Regions from separate parts of the Canis lupus genome. Here region 1 is linked to region 2. A link is a contact called in public Hi-C data. All regions are on one chromosome and are shown on one strand. The core of a region is the stretch at or near the end of the contact, and the rest is flanking DNA. Distances in the headings are between cores, read along the strand shown.

Region 1 (4,177 bases), core at 1,465-3,964, 37 kb after region 2:
CACATCAAAATTTAGACTAGTTCAAACACAGCATACTATAACAGATAATCAGCAACAGCAAATATTTACTGAATGCTTTGACATTTGGCCATATTCTTTGCCTTCGAGGAACAGAACCATAATCCTCAGATTAGGTCTAACCATAAATTGTTTTCTTAACAATCCTGAAGTTGTAAATTCAATCTCCACCACCTGAGGCACCTACGTGGCTCAGTCAGTTAGGCACCTGACTCTTGATTTCGGCTCAAGTTATGATCTCAGGGTCCTGAGATGGAGGTCAGGCTCCAATTAGGCTCTGTGCTGTGTGGAGTTCGCTTAAGTTTCTCTCTCCCCGTCTCCCTCTGCCCTTCCCCTCTCCTGCACACACGTGTGTGCATACGCACGCGCTCGCGTTCTCTCTAAAAAAAACAAATGAGAAAACAAAACAGAACATTAAAAAAAAATCGCTGCCTGATTTCCCATGAAGATTAAAAACACAAATAAGAATGCCTAGTGCACACAGTACCTGAAATAGATGCCCAATAAACAGTAACAACCATTTCCCTGGCTTGCAGCCATGTGATTAGTGAAGAAACAAGGGGCTTAAAAATTAGGTCTGATTTCTCACAGTACCATTTGCTAGCTGTGTGACTTGGGGCATATTATTTAACTCCAACTTTAAAATAGAAATAATAGTACCTGCGTTACAGGGTTAATGTGAAAAGTCATTTAGAAATAATGCATAAGATCATTCAACCCACAAAAGACAATGAATAGATCTCCAATCCTCCTCCTCTAAGATCGCTTTTTCATACCTATACTAAAAGTATAGACTCATGGGTCACTAAACTGAAAAATATCCATCAGAATCCTTATCTTCAGCGAAGAATTACAGCAACACACTGTCCTGACACAGTGCCTGGCATGGAATGTATACTCCATTAAGGTTTATTAATCTGAGGTGAATTACTATGCCCACTGTCACTTAGCTAACTGGCAGCCTGGGTTAGTGTGATTTAGCCTCATGTGGGACTGGATCTACTCAAACTCTTTCCACTATGTGTACTCTTCCTAGTTAAGTCATCTACGTATTAAAAAAGAAAACGTTTATTCATACAAGTGCAATTAATTGAAGGGTCATAATAAGATGTTACCATAATTTGAGTTTTTCAGGTTTCTGTGGCTAAGAAGTCATTACTGTTAACACTTTTATATAAAAGAAAATAGTTTAGCTTTTCACACAGCACCTCCCCATGGTGCACGGGGAGGTTTCCTTTTGTTTTGCTCAACTATCACTACCGGGAAAGTCACTATGTTTATAACGTCCTAAACGTAACCTGTGTACGAATGCATTTAGGATAGTAAACCTCTAAAACGCCACAAACCAATCCAAACCGCTAGCAGCAAACTCCAGCGCAAAAAAATGAAGGGTTGGGGGCAGGAGAAAAGCTGGTCAGGGGGATCCCTGAGTGGCCCAGCGGTTTAGCGCTGCCTGCAGCCCAGGATGTGGCCCTGGAGACCCGGGATCGAGTCCCACATCGGGCTCCCCGCATGGAGCCTGCTTCTCCCTCTGCCTGTGTCTCTGCCTCTCTGTGTGTCTCTCATGAATAAATAAAATCTTAAAAAATTTAAAAAAAAAAAAAGAAATGTTAAAAAAAAAAAAAAAACGCCGGTCGGTTCTTATTCAACTCCCGGCTGAATACAGTTTAAGTGAAGCGCTCCGCGTCGCACCTACAAATGCAGGTACAACCGTCCGGACTGAAGCACCTGTAAGACACACCGAGTCCGCGCACAGCCTCCCGCTGACAAGTAGAAAGCAGGTTTTCAAACGCCGCAGCGTCAGTGCTTCTGCAACACCTGCTTTCACGCTCGGTCACGTGAGGCCAATAAGCAAAACCGAAGCGCCCTACTAGGGCCACACACAGGCACTCACAGGTGGGCCTCGCCGGCGTAGGTATCATTAAGCCAAAACAGGCAGAGCGGCCGGCGGCCTTCGCCTCCTTCCTCCCAGATGGCAGGCGCTGCACAGGCGGCCCTCCCAAACCAAGTGAAGGGATGACGAGGAAGCCTGACATCCCCAAACGTCCTCCCCGACCCTTAATCTTCCCGGACTGTCATGTCCTGAAACAGGATGTGTTCGCCGCGGAACCCTGCGACCCTCGCTACCCAAGGGGCAGCCCGGTCACCTCCTCGCAGGGCCCCCCCCAACCCCCGACGCAACCGCTCCCCGCAGTGTAGACTCCATCCCCTCCGTTAAGTTTCCGAAGCACGTGATGGGGGGGGGGGGGCGCAACTTGCTAGAAACAGACTATAAACACTAGAACACATTTCCGTGAGCCCTGCCACGCTGGGATCCAAACAATCCCCGGGGAGCGGGAGGCGGAGGGGGAGGGGGAAGGGGAAGGGGGTGGACGTCACCCAGCGCGGGTGACGGGTGACACCCGCCCGCCGATCCCCGAGGAGGGGGAGCGAGACCCTCCCGGCCGGCCGCCGGCGGCTCTTACCCATTTGTCCAAGGGGACTTGGGCGAGGGAGCCGGTGCCCTGGTACAGGTCCAGGCTGAGCTGCTCCAGGCTCAGCTTCTCCTGCAGGAAGTGGCCCAGGTATCTCTGCAGGAGGTAGCGACATGCCCTCTTCTTGATGGACTCCGAGAACGGCCACGGCATGGTGAGCGCCGGCAACGGGGCCCGCGGGGGCTGCAGGCGGCGGCTCCGGCCCTGGGGCCCAGGCTCCGGCTCCGGCTCCGGCTCCGGCTCCAGGCCGCGGCGACGGCGGAGGCGGCGGCGGCGGCGGCTCGAGTCCCGGCGGCGGGGCCTAAGCCCGGGACGGCCCCTCCATGCCCGCTGGGCGCCGGGCGTCCCTCAGGGCGACCCCATGGCCCGCGCCGCGCGGCTCGCGCTAGGCCCGGCGGGGACCCGACGCCCCAGGCCCGGGGGGGTGTGGGGGCGTGGGGAGGCCTCCGCGAGGGCCCCAGTCGTCACGCAGGCAGGATGCAGGGGCGCACGCGGCACGGCCCGCGGCAGGTACCGAGGCGGCCTCCTCCACCGCCTCCGCCGCGCGACGAATTTGTTGTCATCCGCGGGGCGCGCTCCCGACTCTGGGGCGCTCCCGGCGCGTGCGCGACGCCCACGCTCGCGGCGCGCGGCCGGGCGCTGGCGGAAGTGACGCCACACTAGGGGCGAGGGGGCGGGGAGAAGCGCCCGGAAGCCCGCGGTTCCGGCTCGGAGGGGGCGGGGCGAGCGCGGGAGGCGGGACGGCGCCGCGGGTCGGCTCCAGACGCCTCCCGAGGGGGGAAGCGGAGGACGCCGGGCGCGCGCAGGTGAGCCGGCGGGGGCTGCCCGGGGGGCGGAGGGAGGGGGGGCTGCGACCCGGACGGGCCGACAGGGGTCGGGGGCGCGGCTGGCCTGGGCCGTGCGGTCACCTGGGACCCCGACCCCGGAAACGGGCTCTCGGAGCGCGCGGGCTGCGGGGGGGGGGGGGGGGGGGGGGGCTGCAGCAGCGCCTGGCCCTTCCCGCCACCGCGCCCCCCTCCACCCTCCACCCTCCACCCCGTCCCCCGGCAGCGGCCGGCGCCCATGGTCGGCAAGTTGTTGGCCCCCTCCCCGCCTCTCCGAGGTATTGTTTCCGAAGCTCCGGTTTGCCCAGCGGCTTGGCGGTTTGCAGAGCGCTTTCTTCGTGCGGGGCGTGCTGCCCCCGCCCCCCACCCCGGCTCCGGGAAACTTGAGTCTTGGAGGCATCTGCGGGCAGAACTGCTTTCTGTGCTCAACGCCAGAGGCTCCGGACCCCGCGGAAACCTGAGCCAAGCGCTCGTGCCGCTCCGGGAAGCAGCGCGATCCTAGTTCTGCCTTTTGGGGCGGGGGGGGGGGGGCATCTCCGGCGGAGGCCGAGCCGCCCGCTAGCTCCGCCAGCCCTGAGAGGCCTGCGAGCCGGGCTTCGGCGCCCCGAGACTTGCCGAGCTGCGGTAGGGGACGAACCCAAACCGAGCCCCGAGCACAGACGGTTGCATCCAGGGATACACAGTGAAGACGGCGGGTTATTGGCAGGTTGGTAACTCGCACCAAGACCGCCCGGAAATGTTGACCCAGGAAGGCTCCGGGTCCCCTTTCCACAGCCACACTCTTTTGAGAGCTAGTGTGCTCGCTCTCGCGTGTGTGTATGTAGTCGCTTGGATTGTTGTGTCCTCCCCGCCCCCCCCCCC
Region 2 (4,544 bases), core at 387-2,886:
GGAAATATAATAGCAACTAAAACAATATCACAAAAATATTTTACAAAAAAATTTTTTAAAATATTTTACAACCTTTTTTTTTTTTTTTTTTACCAAGAATCTGGCATGACAATAAAAATGTACTTTCTATTTATTTTCTCCTCCCCACTGAACTTTATATATACTACCACTATAAAGGTAACATATATAATTGACAATATTCAATGTGTAGATAAAAGGGGGGAAATACTGTTATTAGAAGACATTATAAAATATAATTACCAGGGGAAATACCCAAGAAACATTTTAAAATCTATCGAATGTAAAGGTTACTACTCTGTTTATTGATAAACCCGACATTTTAAAGTCAAAACAAAGTTAAATACATTACCATAGTGAACTGTGGATTTAAATGGACTAAAACTCTCTTTGTTGAAGGTGTTAATCAGCTGACTGGCTACAGAAAGACCAAGACCATAAGAAATATTTTCAAATGTCTCCACTGGTGAAGGAGCTGTTGGTTCCCACAGCAGCAAGTCATTAAAGATCCTACAGAAGACAGAAGTTGAAAAATACATAACTCCTACTTCAGCTAAAAGTAATCTCAAGAACATAACCTTTAAGAAGTCACATGAATAATAGTTTTTCTAAATGGAAAACAGAAATTAGATCCTACAAAGGAGTTTTTTTTTTAAGCATCAAATACATTCTTTCAATAGGAAAAGTACTGATACGGCTCAACTACAGGGCAAGGAGAAAGCAATCTGTACAATTAGGTACTTAATGAGCTATCAGCCTAGTTTTACCTGTGTTGTGTGCATCAATTACATACACCTAAATGCACCTTAAAGGAGGAAGTTAAAAACTTATATATATAAAAAAAAAAAAAGGAAACACTGTTCACATAGGAGAGCTCTCTGTAAACTGGAACACACCATGCACCCTCATCTGACCCACCCACCCACCCATGGGGCAGCCCATGGAAGAATCATTACTCTCACTTCACACTGGGGAGAAACTGCCTCATAAAGGTTAAGTGCCCTGCCCAAAGTCACAGAGCTAATTTGGGGGAGGACCAGACCATAGCCCAGATCTTGTCCAGCTCCCAGTTCAGCTCTCCTCATTACTCACTGTTCCTAGGGATAACTGCTTTTTGTCTCTCTCCCACAGAAAGCACAGCTTCCCTAGGAAATGTGCATGGGAGAAGAATGCATAAGAAATGCAACAGAAACAGGAAATAAAGGCAGGAAATCCTCTAACTGGCTGCACGACCAAGTCAATACTGGTGATTAATGGGTGATACACATCAATCTAGGTTTCTAGCACATCCTACTCTGTCATGACTCAGATGTCTTGCTGCTCCTATCTTCCCCACTGCAATTACCTCTGCTCCACATTTTCATAGAAATTCAGACTTTTACAATGTCCTCTCTGAAGCCTGCTGTTAGATTTGGACCCACAGTGAATCCTTCACAAATCTAACTCAATCACACGCCTGTAACAGTATTTTCTCGCTTCCCCTTCCTAGACCATAGCCTCTCAGAGAGAGGGCCTTAGGTCTTGGTCATATTTCTATGTGCCTAGCACAGTGGCTGTCATTAAGCAGGCATTTGATGATGAGGCAACCAGTGGATGACTCACATGGCAGGACTGCCAAAGGCACAGCCTCGTCGTAAAGCCTAGTGTGAATACCAATCAAGGTGCCAAGCAATGAGGCAGGCTGGCCCTTCCTGTGAGAAGCCACTTGTCTAGGAACTTCCTGGGCCAATTCCTAAGCTTCTGAAGCCCTAGAAAGTATAAACCAGGACTGAGTGCCATGACTCTCAGTAGACTGAAATCCCCACTCCAAAAGCTCTCCATTTGGAACTATCAGTAGGTGAAGAATACCAGAGATACAGGGCAAAAACAAGTCTCCTCTCAGAACAAATGACAACTCTGCCCCCAAACTGTGTGATACTTATTGGGTCACTGCTTCTTGGGTATATTGCTCACAGGACAAAGAAACAAGAGTCTAAGCCCAGATCTTACTCTAAACTCCTTTGTAAATAAATAATGAAGATATAAAAATGAATTTTCTGGAAATGCCCTTCCTATACGTTATTCCCTATAACCATTCTCTTAACTTTACAGGTTAAAGAGAAACTACTACTTTATGTAAAATCTGAGCTGTAAATATGTTTCATATGACTTTGCATTTTCCTTATTTACATTTTGATCTAAACATGGTCTTGATATCATTAATACTGTAAAATATTAGATGATGTTTCTAATACCCAAAAAAACATTTAAGATATTTAAGGACAGAGCGGGTGCCTGGATGGCTCAATCAATTAAGCGGCCAACTCCTGATTTCGGCTCAGGTCAGGATCATGGAAGTGAGCCCTGTGTCAGGCTCCTCACTCAGCAGGGAGTTTGCTTGAGGATTCTTGCTCTCCCTCTCTATTTGCCCCTTCCCCTGCTCTTGCTCTCTCTAAAATATCTTTTAAAAGAAGATATTTCAGGACGTATCACCATGATTCTGTGGTTATGAGCCTGAAATAGAACAGGTAATAAATACCTCATGTAACAAAGCTAGTAAAAATTCTTTTATATTCTAAAGAAATTTTGAAATAGAAAAAAGTTCTCCTGTACCTAAGACCATCTAAAAAGAGCCAGTTGACCAAGGCACTAAAGGAATAAACCAAGATCTTACAGTATATGAAGTTAAGGCAGAGTGGTTATAACCCTGCTCAGAAAGTTACTTTCTTTAATGTATGAAAATAAAAATAAAAATTATATGGATAAAGAGGCAACACTAAAACATTTAGCAAAACTCAAATGGGGTGTGATGATTAGGTAACAATATTAATTTTCTCATTTTGAGGGCTGAATTATGATTATGTAGAAGAATGTCTATGGGAAATACACACTCAAGTGCTCAGGGAAGGGCATTAGGTCAGCAGCTCACTCTCAAATGGTTCAGGGTTTGGAGAAAAAAAAAAAAAAAGAAAAGCTCTTTGCACTATACTTGCAACTTCTCTAAGTTTGAGAATATTCAAATACTTTAAAAAATATTAACTTCATAATAAATACATATTCAAAGCCAAATAAGGGGCCAAGAATTGATACCAAGAACTTAGATACATCATTTATAAGATCCACAGGGTGAAGGAGAACTTCAGCTTTTATGTAAGTGTAGGCACCTGAGAGCCAGAAATAGAGCAGAGTAGAAGAGTAACGCTTTCCAGCAACCACTATGTAACCAACTCCCCAAAAGAACACTCTCCTGTTCCCTCCTCTGAGCAATCAACAGCCCCACCAGCCATCCCAACTGACCTCCCCATGTGCTCTCCCTATGTGCTAACCGCTGGCTCCTTGGGACTGCTTTCTAGCACACCTAAGAAGTCAGCTCCCATAGTGTGAGCTCTATGTTCTGTATATTCACCAAATGACAATTGTATTTGGCCTCTACTATGCTCATCTCTATTGTTTTAAGTAGAGTTTCAATTCTAAATTGTACTAATAGGTGACTTTTAAATATATAGACTGAAAAAAATTTAATAAATTATATATATACATATATAAATAATAAATTATATATATACATATATATATAGAGAGAGACTGAAGTGGAAAAAATCTTTAAAAATCGAAGATTTTGCACTCAAATTCCTTTGAAACTATTTTTTCAGGGACACCTGGGTGGCTCAGCGGTTGGGCATCTGCCTTTGGCTCGGGCATGATCCCACAATCCTGGGATCGAGTCCCATATCGGGCTCCCTGCATGGAGCCTGCTTCTCCCTCTGCCCCGTCTCTGCCTCTGTGTCTTTCATGTAAATAAATAAAATCTTAAAAAAAAAAACAAAAAAAAAAAAAACCTTTTTCAGAAACTGAAGATTGTAGAAAAAAGGAGAGAAAAATCAGACAGGGTGACAAAACATGAGAGACTCCTAACTCTGGGAAATGAACAAGGGGTGCTAGTGGAAGGGGAGGTGGGTGGGGGGATGGGGTGACTGGGTAATGGGCACAGAGGGGAGCACTTGATGGAATGAGCACTGGGTGTTATGCTAGATGTTGGCAAATTGAACTCCAAAGAAAATATGCAAAAATAAATAAGTCTTTAAAAAATAAATAAGACTTTTCAAAAAGTTAAATAGAAGAACATTTTCTTCCTACACCTCAATGGACTATCCCGTAAATCTCGTCATCAAGACAACTGAACCCACCCCCCCCCCACCCACCGCAGCACCTGCTGGCCCTCCATACAGGCGTCTCTCAACTCTCTTCATGTCGCTGCACACACAGGAGACATATTTGCTCAGTACTCTATGAAAATGTGATGGAGAGCAACCAGCCAACAAAGGTGGATGGAATAAACATCTCACGTACAAGTAACCCAGTTACCAGACACACTGATTAGGAAATTCAGCTGTGACAACAGCCCCACATAACAGTTAACGGTTTTGTAATCAACACCACACAAAGTACCCAGAGGTTGTAGATACTATTAAAGCAAGGACAGAAAAAGGGGAAGTGGGGAAACAGGGAAGCAGTTAGGCAGAAAAGTCCAATCCCAAAAACTCAAC

The links. Hi-C and Micro-C count contacts between places; a contact is called where the count stands out from the background.
Region 1: a Hi-C map of blood shows a contact between it and region 2, with 1.5 times the contacts expected there. The contact joins the promoter of ATG2B here to the enhancer-like site in region 2. A contact is called at or near these places in 2 of 9 Hi-C or Micro-C datasets (both in blood).

Annotation. Positions count from the first base shown.
Region 1 is chr8:65,437,563-65,441,739 of UU_Cfam_GSD_1.0, forward strand. ATG2B (autophagy-related protein 2 homolog B) reads right to left here and starts at 2,715. Exons shown (of 42, transcript XM_038545659.1): 1 at 2,484-2,715. The coding sequence starts at 2,645. GSKIP (GSK3B-interacting protein) reads left to right here and starts at 2,337. Exons shown (of 3, transcript XM_038545669.1): 1 at 2,337-2,646.
Region 2 is chr8:65,401,520-65,406,063 of UU_Cfam_GSD_1.0, forward strand. It overlaps ATG2B (autophagy-related protein 2 homolog B), which reads right to left. Exons shown (of 42, transcript XM_038545659.1): 19 at 371-528. Among named protein-coding and RNA genes, the nearest start is that of GSKIP, 36 kb to the right of the region's middle. Within about 2 kb of position 1,637, at least 2 of the 20 cell types and tissues checked have an H3K27ac peak or open chromatin away from gene starts, as enhancers often do. A contact at or near this core is called in blood, where this site is marked.